Linked DNA regions of Capra hircus: region 1 is linked to region 2. A link is a contact called in public Hi-C data. All regions are on one chromosome and are shown on one strand. Each heading gives the region's core, a stretch centred on a gene start, on an enhancer-like site or on the middle of the called end of the contact. The rest is flanking DNA. Distances are from core to core; before and after follow the strand shown. Region 1 overlaps RAP1GAP2 (rap1 GTPase-activating protein 2). Region 2 overlaps RAP1GAP2 (rap1 GTPase-activating protein 2).

The links. Hi-C and Micro-C count contacts between places; a contact is called where the count stands out from the background.
Region 1: a contact with region 2 is called in a Hi-C map of blood, with 4 times the contacts expected there. The contact joins two enhancer-like sites. A contact is called at or near these places in 2 of 5 Hi-C or Micro-C datasets (blood and liver).

Annotation. Positions count from the first base shown.
Region 1 is chr19:23,628,770-23,632,812 of ARS1.2, forward strand. RAP1GAP2 (rap1 GTPase-activating protein 2) reads left to right here. Exons shown (of 26, transcript XM_018064418.1): 18 at 1-14. Among named protein-coding and RNA genes, the nearest start is that of RAP1GAP2, 190 kb to the left of the region's middle. Within about 2 kb of position 1,677, at least 2 of the 5 cell types and tissues checked have an H3K27ac peak or open chromatin away from gene starts, as enhancers often do.
Region 2 is chr19:23,502,538-23,506,336 of ARS1.2, forward strand. The region is part of intron 3 of RAP1GAP2 (rap1 GTPase-activating protein 2); the gene reads left to right. Among named protein-coding and RNA genes, the nearest start is that of RAP1GAP2, 67 kb to the left of the region's middle. Within about 2 kb of position 1,739, at least 2 of the 5 cell types and tissues checked have an H3K27ac peak or open chromatin away from gene starts, as enhancers often do.

The DNA of each region.
Region 1 (4,043 bases), core at 427-2,926, 130 kb after region 2:
TGGAGTCTTTTAAGGTACAGGCACAAGAGTGGCTGGCTATTGCTAGGGCAGCGAGGTGTGTGTGTGTGGGGGTGGACCCAGGGAAGACAGCAGGGCAAAGTCCTCGTGATCCTAACCCCAGAGCCCAAGTGCCAACCAGAGGGGCGTGGGCAGCAGGGGCATCACAGCTGTTTGCAGAGGGCAGGGGCATCGGGGAATGTGAGCAGTCGGAGCACCAACAGCGTCTCTGGCCATCTTCTACCTCCTTTCTTTGATCTGTGTCATCTCCTCCTGGTCTGGTCGGGTAGGCAGAGATGGGGGAAGCGTTAGCAGCAGGAGAGGAGCCTGTGCAAAATAAGAACATTACCGCTTTCATCTGCCTCTTTCAGTGGCTGGGGACCCCAGGGCAGGATAGCAGAGGCAAGGACACAAGCCTTAGGGGTCTCTGGCAGCCAGTGTGGGAAACTGCAAGGGTTGTTCCCAACTGGCAGGGCAGTGGAGGACCTGGCCAGGGCCGGTGGGATGGAGTTACAGGCAAGTCCTTGTGGACTTGGCAAAGCGGAGACTTTTTTCTAACCAGAGAGCGCTACTAAAATAAGTACTGAACCTCCTGTCCCTGGACGTGTTCACGTCGGGCTTTGACAGACACTTGGGATAAAGAGGCTAATCGTCACTCGCTTGCCAAGTGCTTGCTGGTCTACCCAGTATTTACACCCATCATCCAATCTGAGCTTGGCTGTCGTCTTGTGCAGTTGGCAGAACTTGGGTCTTATTGTTGGATTGGTCAAAAAGGTCATTTGGATTTTTCCATAGTATCTTTTGGGAAAACCCGAACGAACGTTTTGACCAAATCAATATTTTTCACTCACACACCAGGGGATAGACTGAGTGAGGCCGAAGGGCTGCTTGGAATGTTACCCCTACAGGAGAGGTGGAACCTTGTTTCAAACCCAGGTTTTCTGGTCTTTAGGTCCGTGTTCTGCTGGATTGCCCATTGCACAATGATTTATAAAGCTGCCATTTTGGTGGCAGTATGTGTGAGGTCGGGTCGAACCTGCCCATATTAGAATCCCAGCCCTATGTGATCCTGGGCACGGTCTTTAAAGTCTCTGAGCTGCGGATTCCTTACCAACAATGCAGGGATGATCAATAGGACCTCTGTCGTGGAGTCAGTGGGAAAACTCATTGAAATAATGCCTGGAAAAGTGCATGTGGCCTGGAATACGAGAAGCGCTCAGTGGAGGTGTTAGCTGGTATTACTGTTTTCATGGAAAGTGAAAGCTTAATGCACACTATCCCATCAAAAGCCTCACGACTGCCCTCTGCCCTGTGAGGAAGGCTGTTATTATAGGCAGGATAATCTTGGTTTGATAATTCACACTCAGTTTTAATAACGATGGGTGTGATTTTACATGTGAGGAAGCTAAGACTCAAAGAGACAAAGCAGTTTGTCCCAAGTCACCCAGCAGACACGGGAGTTAAATCTGGGTCTGCCAGATTCCAAAGGCTCTTGTTCTTAGCAGCTACATGACACTGCCTCCTGGTTCCCGACTCTGTTAGGACTCCACCCATGCTAGCCTGGCCCGGACAAGCCTGGGGTCCATCCCTGGCTGCCAGGCTGGACTGTAGAGAGCAGGGCAGGGCTCTGCTGGCCTAGTTGGGGCCAGCTGCTGAGATTCCTTACAGGGGTGGGGGTAGGAGCCAAGCTGCTTGCTGAGGCTGGCAGGAGATTCCTGGGGCATCTGTTTCAGTCCTGATGGTCAGAGCCAGGCAGGGTGAAATAGAAATTGGGAGATCAAGAAGAAAGGGGGATGAGGGATAAGAGACGAGATGAAAGGGGAAGAAGGAGGGAGCCAGGTTGGCTGGCCCAGCCAAGAGAGGGGTGACCGTACCAGGTAATTGGGAAAACCTTTGTAGGTTCCCCCAACCCCCCATCACGGCAAGCACATCAAGCTGTTCCTGAGTCCCACAGCCAATGTAATTCATGTAAGACTCGAGCTGCAGGTGGCTAGCTACCATCATGCTGTATATTGCAGACATGTAACGAAGCCTCTGTTGCTTTCGATTTTGCAGGTTTTTTTCTGTATCGAGGAGTTAATAATTAATTTTTTAGATTTCAAGTGTTTCTATAATCTGAAAAAGCTTGTAGGCTGTGGACAGTGGATAAAATGGCCCCAGCAGCTACAGACAGGCTGTGAGTCTAAGGGAGAGTAGCCTGAGGCCGTTTGTCCAGGCTCTTGCCTCCAGCTGGAGAAGCAGTAGTATCTTTGACTCCAGGGGGTCCAGTTAAAGGGCTTTTCCAAGAGACATGCTTCAAGACTTTATCATTGCTCGTCTTTGATCCCGTAATCCCGGGAATCCATCTTTTCAACCCTAAATCCTTCCAAGTGTAAGCTGAAGATAGACTCGCCTCTGCCTTCTGTTTCCCTGTCTGTCTGCCTTTGAGGCAGCACTGTTGGGTAAGGGGAGGGGATAGTCACGTCATGGTCTCTGTCGTGGTCAGTCACACGAGTAAGCCTTCAGAGCTCTGCCAGTTATGATTAGCTTATTTTTTGCAAACCTTGCTGGGAACACAAGTTCTTTCTCCCTGTCCCTTCCATTGTTGCCCGCATGTCTCCCAAGCTGGGGGCAGGCCAGGTGTAGTGGCATGAAGCCCAGTAGATGAGAGGGTTCTGATGTTTGGGCCGTGCCTGTGACCTTGCCTTGGGTCTGACCCAGCTCAGGAAACCGTCTCTAGTTTTGGTATTTCTTTAGGGGCCACTTGAGTGGTGTTGGGTGTCAGAATCACTGGCATTCCCTTGGAACTCCTCACCCAGACCTCCGTGGAATCATTCATAGAAACGGTGTAGGAAATGACCTCAGGAAGAAAAGTTGCGTCTTTCATCTCTTTCTTGTCAAATTTCTCATCTCATAGGCACGTGGAAACAGAACAGAGAATTCCCAGGACTGAAAGCCATCTCAGCCCTCTCTCCCCTTGCCTCTGATTGTTCTTCCTTCACCTCCAGGGCAGACCCATCACTGCCCTGGGCTGTGCTGCCCGGCACATTACTTAGAATAGCTCTTCATCTGTTACTTCAATCCCCTTGGCTCTCACTTAAGCTTTTCTCTCTTGAGAAACAGAACCGCTCGTTTGTGAGCATCTAGGCATGCTTTTCAAACTGAGATGCTTAGAAATATTCTGAGGAATCTGCCCGTTTACAAACACTTTGAAATTTGGCACTGTTGCTTTAGATGAGTATCTATCTGGTGCTTTGCAGGTGGTGCTGGTGGTAGAGAACCCGCCTGCCAATGCAGGAGATGTAAGAGATGTGGGTTCAGTCCCTGGGTCAGGAAGATCCCCGGGAGGAGGGCATGGCAACCCACTCCGCTAGCCTTGCCTGGAGAATCCTATGGACAGAGGAGCCGGGTGGGCTACATTCCATGGGGTCGCGGAGTCAGACACGACTGAAGTGACTTAGCACACATGCACGTGTAAGTATCCATCTATCTGTATGTGCATTTTTCTAATTATAGGGGCTAAACTTTTACCTTGAAACTCACCATTAAAAGATATTTCTATGGACTAGGTAGGTATATTGCATATACCGTCCAGGGACCACTGTTGTTGGAGTCCTGTGAACATATTTTTGGAGTCTTGCAAGAAGACTTTTCTTTAAAAGGAGTGTACGTTACTGAAGAATAGTGACCTCTTGACTACTGTTCTCGAATGCCATTCTCAGCCACTGCCATCTACTGATGAAGTTTTTATTCATCCTGGCGGGCTACAGTCCAAAGGGGTGCAAAGAGTCGGAGATGACTGAGTGACGAAGCATGCACGCAATAAAAGGAAAAGAGTGATGATACTTGATGTATCCGCATGCTATGTGAAAGAAAGTGAAAGTCGCTCCGTCATGTCTGACTCTTTGCAGCTCCATGGACTGAATTCTCTAGGCCAGAATACTGGAGTGGGTAGACTTTCCCTTCTCCATTGGCTCTTCCTGACCCAGGAATCAAACTGGGGTCTCCTGCCTTGCAGGCAGATTCTTTACCAACTGAGCTATCAGGGAATTAATACCCCAAGCAAG
Region 2 (3,799 bases), core at 489-2,988:
TTAGACACAATGCTACTGCACACTTAGACTACTGTATGGTGTAAAAAACTTTTATATGCACTGGAGGAAACAAAAAATTGGTACAGATCATTTTCTTGTGATACTTGCTTTATTGCACCGGTCTGGAACTGAACCTGCCGTATCTTCCAGGTACACCTGTGTTTAGGACTTCCCAGGTGACTCAGTGGTAAAAGAATCTGCCTGCCAAGCAGGAGATGCTGGTTCGATCCCTGGGTCGGGAAGATCCTCTGGAGAAGGAAATGGCAACCCACTCCAATATTCTTACCTGGGAAGTCCCATGGACAGAGCAGCCTGGCAGGCCCTAGTCCAAGGGGTCGCAAAAGAGTTGGACACAGCTGAGTGACTAAACAACATTTGTATTTGGTTTCCCAGGGAGCAGTCACAATGAGCCATGACTCAAAATAGCACAGTGATAAAGGTCACTTGAAGAGCACCTGTGAAGTGCTTTTCATGCATTCTCCTTTAACTGATTATAACATCCATCTGTTAACTTACTAAAACTAACATGTAGTTATATTTCTAAATAGAAGAAAATGCAAAGACAATAATAAAAGTCATCATAATTCTAGAGATAAATGCTATTAACCTGAACATGCAGTTCATGTAGTAATAAAAACTGATCACTTAGTTATAAATAGAAGAAAATGCAAAGACAACAATAAAAATCATCATAATTCTAGAGATAAACACTATTAACCGTTTCCCCCTACTAAGAACTTTTTCCTTTTTTGGACCATGCCTTGTGGCTTGTGGGATCTTAATTCCTCTGCCAGGGATAGAACCTGGCCTTCGGCAGTGAGAGCATGGCCAAACCACTGGACCACCAGGAAGGTCCCTGGACTGTCTATTTTGAATAAAACCACCACGAACATTTTCACAGAAGTCTTTATGTGAACCACACATGTTCACTGGATCCTTGGAAGAACCCTAGGAGCAACACACTGTTGTTATTCCCATTTTATAGATGATCAAACTGAGGCTTAGAGAGGTTAAATTTCTAGCCCACAGCCACAAAGACAGTAAAAGCTGAAATCAAGATTTGAGCTCTGGTTTGTCTAACTGCAGGATCTTTCAGTTTTATTCCCTCACTGTGGTATCTTTCCATCACAGCTGATTGAAGTCATTAAGTCTAGAAACAAATGGGTCCTCCTCTCAATGACCTGTTGTTCATAACAGTTTTAGCTCAAGTACAGTGGGTGATATTGATAATGATGGCTCTGAGTCACCCAGAAAAGATTCTATTAAACCTGCATTTGAAGTGGGCAAAAATATGTAAGACGTCTTACAGAAATTTCTAGCCAAGGTCACTACAGTAAAAGCAAGCAAGCAAGCAAAGAAAAGTTTTGCTACTCAAAGCTCTGTTGTCTGGAATTCTCACTTAGGTGTAGTACGTCCTCTCCTCTCCGGAGGAAGCCAGACACAGAAGGCATTACTGACTATACAGAACAGTATGTAAATAATGCTTGTATAAGAAACCACTGTGTTCTTTGTAGAGCCAGACAGAATAGGTTTTTGGAGAACCGGTTTTCTGCCGGTTCTTGCTTTGAAAGTTGTTGCTAAGCAATGTTGCTAATATTATGGAAAGACAGCTTTCCTCACTTTTCCACTCAGCCCAGAAAACCTAGCGTTGGAAGTGGCTCCAGTGGTAGCAAGGGTTGGCAGGATTTGCTAATCAGTGAGGTGGGGACTGACTGGGGACCCTGGGTGTGAGATGACTGTGCTGCAGGCCACCCGCCCTCCACCTCATCTGCTCCCAGTTCTCCGGAATGACCCCGGGCAGCCTCCATGCAAAATCTACGTCTTTCTGTTCATCAGGAATTTCACACATGGAAGAATCCTTTTGAATGTTTCTACTGTGGGAAAAATTATAGTCATGCTATAGACATGCTTAGATTCATCGATTCAAAATGCCATAAATAGGGGCGTCCCTGGTGGTCCAGTGGTTGAGAGTCCACCTTCCAGCGCAGGGGACAGAGAGCGATGCAAGAGAGATCTTCGTCAACACGTTGACTCTCCTCCCAGCTCCTAACCTCCCCTCTCTCAGAACTCACAACCAGCCCTGTTCGATCCCTGGCCAGGGAGCTAAGATCTCACATGCCACAGGGCAACTATGAACCCCCGCCACAACAGAGCCCACGCAGAGTGCCTAAGACCTAACACAACCACATAAATAAACTGGGTTCCAGGATCACTCTTAAAAGAATTCCACAAATAAACCAGAAAGAAGTACTTTAAATACCTTTAGGAACCCAAGAAAAAGATGAAAAACTCCTTTCTTCTTCCGCCTACCGCCCCACCCCTCTCTTGTAATTCCTGAACAGGAAATCAGCAAAGTTCTGATGGACGTTGTCCATTGCAGGCTCTGGATACCAAATGGTGTGTGGCCCAAGGGCCGGATGCCTGCCGCTGAGTGGGATATGTGGGCTTCCTCGGGTTTGGTTTCCTTTGCCTAGAGCTTGGAAATGCCACACAAATCACTGAGATCCGTTTCCAGAATCTGAGCCAGTTTCTCGGCAGATCCTCTGTTCGGTAGGATGTGTGTGGCTCCGGGGAGGTAGGCTGAGCTGCGGTTCCCAAACTTGGCTCCTGTGCCCAGCCTGGGCATGGCCTGTTGCTGTTACCGAAGGACCCTGTTGTGGGATGGACCCCTTTTGGGGGGCTGGTTGTGAGTTCTGAGAGAGGGGAGGTTAGGAGCTGGGAGGAGAGTCAACGTGTTGGCGAAGATCTTTCTTGCATCGCTCTCCCTCCTTTCAAAATAGAAACTGCTTCCCCACCTCAAATGACCTTCCCAGTCTTTCCCTTCCCTCCCCTTTCCCTCTCCCCTTCCTCTCCGCCCCTCCTCCCCCCTCCTCTTCTGCTCATTTGGTGATGTCCCAGAGACGCAATAGTAACGTTGTCCAGCAGGGGGCGCTGACGTACCTGCCACGAATGAACGTCAGTCTGGTTCTCTGCAAGCCCAGGTGTGAGTGCTCTGCTGAAAGGAGTCATGGGGGTGGGGTTGGGGGGCTTCTGAGTGATTTCTCTGAGCTGGAGCTGGTGTGTGTGTGAGTGTATCCTCAAAGGCATAAGAGCGTGAGGGGTGCTGACCCGTCCTGAGCAAATCTAATACTGTAAGGTTTTAACTCTTGAATTGCTCCAAAGTTGGTGTGATGGCTGGGCACACTGTCCCCTGCAGAAGGGGACAAGCAAGACATCTAAAAATAGCTGGTTTTCGTAAAAGGCCCCACCCCGTGTGGCTCCGCAGCCCCGGTTGCCCCACATCTACCCACGATCCTAGCCAAGAAGGGCTGCGATCCTTTTGGAGAGTAGTGGAGGTGGGGGTGGGGCGCGGAGGGAGCACTTGCTTTGGGCTCTCAGACCTGGGCGCTGGCAGCGGGGCTGAGTCCTGGTTTCACACGGATGTGTCTCCTGGAGCGGCTTCCCGGGCACAGAAGGCTCTTTTCTTCAGGACCAAGCATGCGTGTCTGTCTGCCTCACCCCACTGGCCCCTTAGGAATGGGGCTGTGCAGCTGTCTGCCCTCTGTTCATGATTAACTCCCCCATCCCCTCCTCATTTCCAGCTCCCACCCAGCCCCCCCCAACCCCGAACCGCCCCCCTCCACCCCCCCCCCCCCAGCCTTTGGGTTTCCTTGGATTGGGGGCAGAGACCCAGATTGGCAGCTGCCTGGCACTTTGTTCTCAGGGACTGTGGACTGGAAAGAGGGGAGGGCTGGAACAGACCTTGGAGGTCCTGCGAGCTGGGACACCTCTACAGATAAACTGCTGCTAAATGACTTGG